Linked DNA regions of Sus scrofa: region 1 is linked to region 2. Evidence: chromatin contacts called from public promoter capture Hi-C data. All regions are on one chromosome and are shown on one strand. Each heading gives the region's core, a stretch centred on a gene start, on an enhancer-like site or on the middle of the called end of the contact. The rest is flanking DNA. Distances are from core to core; before and after follow the strand shown. Region 1 overlaps GSE1 (genetic suppressor element 1). Region 2 holds the start of GINS2 (DNA replication complex GINS protein PSF2).

Region 1 (3,377 bases), core at 237-2,736, 350 kb before region 2:
GCAACCGTGAACGGGCACAGGGATTCTGTTTGGGGTGATGCAGACGTATCTGGGGACCAGACAGAGGAGGCGGTTGCACAATGAATGTACGAGATGCTCCTGAATTGTTTAGTTTTAAAGTCGTCAAAATACAAAGGCTGGTGAGCTCCACTGGTTAGCGTGTGGGGCTGGTAAAGCAGTTGGAATATTCATGGAGTTCCCTGGTTGGCCTAATGGTTAAGGACTCGGTGTTGTCCCTGCTGAGGCGAGGGTTCGATCCCTGGCCTGAGACCTTCTGCATGCCATAGATATGGCCAAAAAAAAAAAAAAGGTTCAGGCATGTCTTGGGTGTGTTTTAGCACAGCAGAGAGCTGGGGACAACGCGGTATAGAGGTGGGGTTAGCGACACCCACCAGCAGTTGCCCTGAAGGCCCTCCCAAGGCCTGGCCTGGGACCCGGCGGGGTGCCAGTGGCCGCGCACAGTGACCCGTGGGATTTTGGGATTGTGTCGGGAGTGTGGAGTGTCGCCTGCCCCCTGGGAGCAGGGCCTTCGTCTTCGCAGCACTGCTGACGGGGCCTGAGTGCCCCTTGCCTTCTCCCAGGGCCCTGGTCTGCGCTGGCCTAGTCACGGGCACCTGCCCCCAGGAGCAGGGCACCTGCCGCCTGCTGGGTACAGACAGCTGAGCCCTGGTCCCTGGAGGCTCTGTGTGTGTGTTAGGAGCCGGGGGCGGGGGGCTGGCCCTGCTCCAGTTCCTGGGGACAGTGAGGCATATTCTGCCGTTTCTCCCCCAGCAGGCGGGAGGACAACAGCGTCCCTAACTTGAGCTCGTTGGCAGCTCGTGTCTGGCACTAGGAGGTTGTGAGGACTGAGAGGCCACACGCGGTTCCTCTGGGGCTGGCCGGTCACAGGCACAGGTGGGGGCTTGTATTGCTCCCCCGGCCCCCACCATGAGCAGAGGAAGATTCCAGAGCCAGAGCACCAGGAAGTGGAGGAGGATGGGCCGTTCTTGCCAGGACAGCCGGCCAGAGCCCTGGCCTCAGCCCCTCAGGACTGGGCATGAAAGCCACGTAGACGGTGGGTGGGTGGGGAGGGGACGGAGAGGCAGGCCAGGCCCAGGGCCTGCGGGGACAGAGGGCTCTGCGAGGGGCCGGGATCCTGGCGCCAGCAGGAGCCTCTTGAGAGAAGGGCTGGATCTCACACACAGAGGGCCTTGGGCGCCCGTCTCATCAGACTCATTGGGAATATCCCCTGAATTTGAACCGTGCCGACAAAGGGAGAGAAGGTTCTGGAGGCAGCTCTTAGCATTCCACCCGCAGGTCCGCGGGCGTCACGGTCGAATCCCGAGGGTCTGTCCAGGGTGGGGAACCCATCAGGGCACAGGTGGGGGAATGGATCTAGGGGCGCAGCCTGGGGACAGGAAGGTTGCACCCCTCCAGCCTGGCCCCAGGTGGAGCTGAGCCGGGTGCCGAGCCCTGTGCCCCCAGCAGATGGCGCCCTTGGCCCGGGAAGGGAAGAGGCAGATGGCGGAGCCGCAGGCCTGCTCCCTGCCCTCTGACCCGGTTTATTTCTGCCACGTGGGTACAAGGCCTCACACAGGCCCTGTCTCAGCTCTAGCGGGCTTGGGCAGAGCCAGAGCGGGTGCTCCTAAGTCCCTAGGCCGCAGGGTCCCAGTCCCAGCAATGGGCGTGTTTGGTGCCTGGGAGAGGGGACCCCCCCCCCCGTGGCTAACTTAGCCCCGAGCGAGCAGGGCACCGGGTCGGTAGCCAGAGTCGCCAAGGAGGTGGGCCCAGCCCTCAGGTTGCATGGGTGGGGTTCACGTCCCCACTTTGCAGATGTGGCCCAGAGAGGTGCGCATCTTGTCCGAGGTCACACAGCTGGGGGGACTAGACCAGGTCAGGGGTCTCCACCTCGCAGAGCAGCGGGGACGCCTTTCTGGCGGCTGCTGGGTCCTCAGCTTTTGCTGTGCGCTTTCTCTATGCCCTGGTGGGGCACTTTATGAAGATCTCACTTAATCCAGCGGAGGAAACTGACGCACGAGGACCTAAGGAGGGTGGCCCAGGAGCCTCGGAGCTGCTGCTCCGTGGACCCGGAAGTCTGACTCAGGGCCGGGCCGGCCCCATTCACCCCGTGTTTTCTGAGCACCTTCTGGGTGCCAGCACGCGCCCCCGCCCCCCACCTGTGCCCCTGCAGCCTGCTGGGGGAGAGACACGAATGGTGTCCGCTGGCAGTCACTGAGCAGTGACAAGCACAGCAGGGCCAAGGAGGACACTGCCCGGTGCCTCGGGGCAGCTTTAAGCGGAGAGCAGGGGGTCAGGAGGCCCGTGGAGCTTGGTGACGAGGAGTGACCAGAGGCAGCTGGCCGGGAGAGGGTACTGAGGTGGGGTGGGAGTGGCCTTCTGGCAGGTGTGATGCAGGGGGGGGGGGGGCTGGGGACATCCCCCAGATTCCTCATAAATGCACTCCTGGGCGCCACCCAGGCCCAGGCTGCTCAGATGTGCACGCCAGCCACGGGGCTCTCGTGGGTCCAGGACGGGGCCTGAGACTCTGCATTCCTAACCAGTCCTGTGATGCTGGTCCCGGCCTCGTTTTGAAGCCCACCTGGAGGCGCTCCTGGGGTGCAGCTGGGCAGCTGTCGGGGGACAGGCGGTCAGGGATCTGGGGTGCTTTCTACCCCCGGGCCTCCCTCCTGGAGTGTCTGCTCTCTGTGTCCATCACCAGCAGCTCAGGCCCCAGGCTTCTCTTCCACCCCTGGTTTTGGGCTGTGTCCGGTCCAGAGCTGTGTGCTCTGGGGGAGATCCTGAGTGACCCTGGATGCCCGGATGTCGGGCCTGTGGCTGGAGAGGCCCGTGTTTCCTTTGAGGCTCCACCTCGGGGCTCCATCCTGCCTGCGGGGCATTGGGCCCTGATGCCACCTCTGCAGGCAGGGGATATGGGCAGTAAAATGGGCTTCAGGGCCTTTCCCGGCTCCCTTCGCGGGAGGCACAGGGCCAGCCACTCTTATTCCAACTGGGCATGGTCCCACTTAAACCTCACGGCTGCCCCATGAGGAAGGTCGTCGTTATGCCCCATTTTACAGGGGACAAAACTGAGGAGAGAGGTGCCCCCATTTTCTGTGCCAAAGCTGGTGAGGGGCTTCCCTGGACTCATAGTCCGTGAGTGGGGGGACCCGTCACTGATCCAGGCGCTGCAGGTCGGCCTGAGTCCCTGTGTCCTTGCTGTGCAGCCATGGATCCGAGGTGGTGGGAGCACTGGTGGTCCTTACTGCTCCCTCCGGGAGGGGCTCTGCACTCTGTTACCAAATAGCATGTTTCTCTTTTTTTCTTTCTGTTTTTTTTTTTAGGGCTGCACCTGCGGCATATGGAGGTTCCCAGGCTAGGGGTGAAATGGGAGCTGCAGC
Region 2 (3,281 bases), core at 226-2,725:
TAGCCTGGAAACTCCATATGCCGCAGGAGCGGCCCTAGAAAAGATAAAAAGACCAAAAAAAAAAAAAAAAAAAGCCACATACACACAAAAGAAATAATACTGTGTGTAGTCTTTGAGTTCTCAACCTCATCCCTTGAAATGGCCAAAAATAAATTGCCTTCTGTATTTGACACCTTACTTCCATGCATTCTCTATAATGTGAAATGACTGCTCCTCCTGCTGGTCTACACTTATTTTTTTTTTTTTTAATTAGAAATGTTGATTTATGAATTCCCATTGTGGCTCGGTGCGTTAAGAAACCCACTGTAGTGGCTCTAGTAGCTTCAAAAGCCTGGTTTGATCCTGCCACCATTCACAATGGGTTAAAGCATCAGGCGTTGCTGCAGCTGTGGCTCAGATTCACGCCCTGGCCCCGGGACTTGCATATGTTATGGGTGCGGCCTTTAAAAAAAAAAAAAAGAAAAAAAGCAAAGAAGAGGAGATGAAGTTCCCATTGTGGCTCAGCAGGAAACGAACCCGGCTAGTAATCATGAGGATTCGGGTTCAATCCCTGGCCTTGCTCAGTGGGTTAAGATCTGGCATTGCTGTGAGCTGTGGTGTGGGCCCGCAGCTGTAGCTCCGATTCGCCCCCTATCCTGGGAACTTTCATAGGCCGCGACTGCGACCCTAAAAAGGAGAAAGAAGAAAAGTTGCTTTCGAGTCACAAAACACCTTTCAAGCAAGTTGAGGTATCTCAAAATCCGAACTAGAATCGGTACACACACCCCAGACGACGATTAGTAACAGCGGTCCGCGGCCTCTAGCAGGTGAGACCAGGCCCATTCATTGATTTCAGCTGAGGAGTGGATGCCGCCGAGAAGGAAGGACCCCGCGCGGGCGGGTGATCCCAGGTTCCACGGCACTCCTCGTCCCCCACGTCCTTACCTACGTCCATCCACTCGGGAGCGAGCAGCCGGCACTTCTGTCTTTGTTTCAGGTTGATGGCCAGCCACAGAGGCACCTGCACTGGTAAGCCAGGGTTGAAAGGCCCCAGGTCGCCCTGCCGAGGGACACGCAGCCCGTCACGCACAACAGAACATCGCTGGACCTCGCTGCTGCCCACTCGGCTGAAACCCAAATACAGGCAAAAGCCAACTCGGCCGAGCACCTCGCCCCACCGCCCACCCGCTCCGGGGCCCACACGCGGCCGCCCAACACCTGTGGGCGCTGGGCCGTCCCTCCCGGAAGTGGGAACCGACCAGGGTCCTCACCCCGATGAGGTAGATCTTGTCCAGACTGAAGTTCGGGATAATGGTGACCAGCTCCTTTTCAGCCAGAAACTCCACCTCGGCCGCGTCCATGGTGGAGCCAACAGTCAGCCCCAGCCTCTCCGGCGCCTGAGGCTCCCCGGCGTCCTGCAGAAACGCTGCGGCCGCCGCTTTCCCGCCACCGCGCGGAACCCGCCCCCGGGCCGGAAGGAGCCTTGACTGGCCTATAGGAACGCGACGCTCTCCGCTTAGCGGCGGAAGGCGGGGACCGCGGCTGCTACGAGCCCGCGGATTGGCGATCTTAAGCGAGGCCGTGCGCAGGCCCCGCCCCTCTCACGGAAGGCCACGCCCCCACGCGTCCCGGCCACGCCCCTGCCGTGGGCCAAGCACCTGTCGCTGGAAGCCCACCTGTTCCTGGTTCAGCGCTCCGTGTCTCTTCACCAGCCCTGTGCGCCTGCCCGCCCACACTGCGAGTCAAGCTGGGCGTGAAGGTGGGGTTTGGGGCCGGGAGCATATGCAATTAAAAGTCACGGCGTGACCAGGCTTACACAGACTGGACCCCAGCCCAGCGGAGCGAGGAAAGCCGTTGTTTCCTTTAACTTCATAACCTTCTGTTCTCCCAGTACACGAAGATCAATACCTATAAAAGTGCAGATCCCTCCACGGCACCCACAGCTTCCAATTCAGAAACCGCGGGGAAGAGGCTGAGAATTTAACCTTAGGCTCCCTGGGGAAGAGGAAGTTTGCAAGACTGCAGCCAATACGCATTGATGAGCTCATCCATTAGCTGGTCCCGGCGCCTTACTATACCGTGGGGTCGTGTGCAAGGTAGCAGCAGTGTTCTCAGACCCTCCTGGGTCAGCACCCCCTAGGAGATTCTCATGTTCACATGCAGAATTGTGATTCATGGGTCTGGGGTGCGGACTGCCGGCTTCTGATGCCGTGGTACCCAGGCCAGGAATGCTTCCTGGGAGGTGAACCAGTTAGAAGAGGACTGGGGTTGGGGGGAGCGGGGGAGCAGTCAGGCCAGGGGCTGAATTTGATGCCCTGATCATTAGGCTCTAAGAAAAATCGTACCTGACAGGAGGATTTCAGGGTTCTGGATGCCTGCAGGAAGCCTGCCCAACCCCAGAAAACTCCATGCTTTCCTCTCTAACCCCCCTGAAACCTGCTCCATGTCAGGTTGTTGGGAAGATGAAATAAGGCCATAGATCGTTCTGCCCACCGACATGGCCTGGAAAGCTGTTGTTTTTCTGTACTGGAAATTGTCATTCCTGGCCTGAAGATTTTCTTCATTTCGTCATTTATAAAGACAAATACTTTCAAAAATAAAAAAATTCCCTCAGGATGCTGTGTGACTGAGAGCAAAGGACCACTCTGATTTTCAGTTTCTTCATCTACAAGCGAGCGGGGAGGGGAAGGAGCCCCCAGAGTGTCTGGGAAGGAAGGGAAGCTGCAGGCCACCTGGCCCCTCCTAAAATAGAAGCTCCCTCAGGCATCTGCAGAGAGTGTGTGCCAGCTTGTCTGGGTTTTGATTGATGGGGAAATGTTGTCTTGACTGGCAAATATTTGTGTTTCAAAGTTGGCGAGGCTTCCCTCCCTGACGGCTGAAGCCTGTAAAAGAGCAAATGAAAAGAGCTGGTGGGAAAACCGCAGTTCAGAGAGGCCTTGGTGGGACGAGAGCTGGCAGAGTCGGGTGCCTTGGCGTTCTTATCTGTAAAATGGGACAGTGCCACTGCTTATCTCACTGGGCTTTTGGGAGAATGAGATGAGGCAGGGTGCAGCTTTACATACTGCCAGATGGTGCTGTCTTGAGGTCTCAAACTTCAGCCTACATCAAGGTCCCGTGGGGGCTTGTTAAAGCAGCATGATTCACAACAGCCAAAAGGTGGAAGCCACCTGAGTTCCCGGGGTGGCTCAGCAGTTAATGATCCTGGCAAGGATCCAAGAGGATGCGAGTTTGATCCCTGGCCTCGCTCAGTGGGTTAAGGACCTGGCGTTGCCGTGAGCTGTGGTGCAGGTCACAGACGTGGC

The links. Promoter capture Hi-C pulls out the DNA fragments that hold promoters and counts their contacts.
Region 1: a contact with region 2 is called in a promoter capture Hi-C map of liver, with 7 times the contacts expected there. The contact joins the enhancer-like site here to the promoter of GINS2 in region 2. A contact is called at or near these places in 1 of 5 promoter capture datasets (liver) and 6 of 47 Hi-C or Micro-C datasets (brain, embryonic fibroblasts, heart right ventricle and 3 more).

Annotation. Positions count from the first base shown.
Region 1 is chr6:3,570,045-3,573,421 of Sscrofa11.1, reverse strand. All of the region lies in intron 1 of GSE1 (genetic suppressor element 1), which reads left to right. Among named protein-coding and RNA genes, the nearest start is that of GSE1, 86 kb to the left of the region's middle. Within about 2 kb of position 1,486, at least 16 of the 83 cell types and tissues checked have an H3K27ac peak or open chromatin away from gene starts, as enhancers often do. A contact at or near this core is called in liver and retroperitoneal adipose tissue, where this site is marked.
Region 2 is chr6:3,216,849-3,220,129 of Sscrofa11.1, reverse strand. GINS2 (DNA replication complex GINS protein PSF2) reads right to left here and starts at 1,475. Exons shown (of 6, transcript XM_003126817.4): 1 at 1,251-1,475; 2 at 925-1,039. The coding sequence starts at 1,340.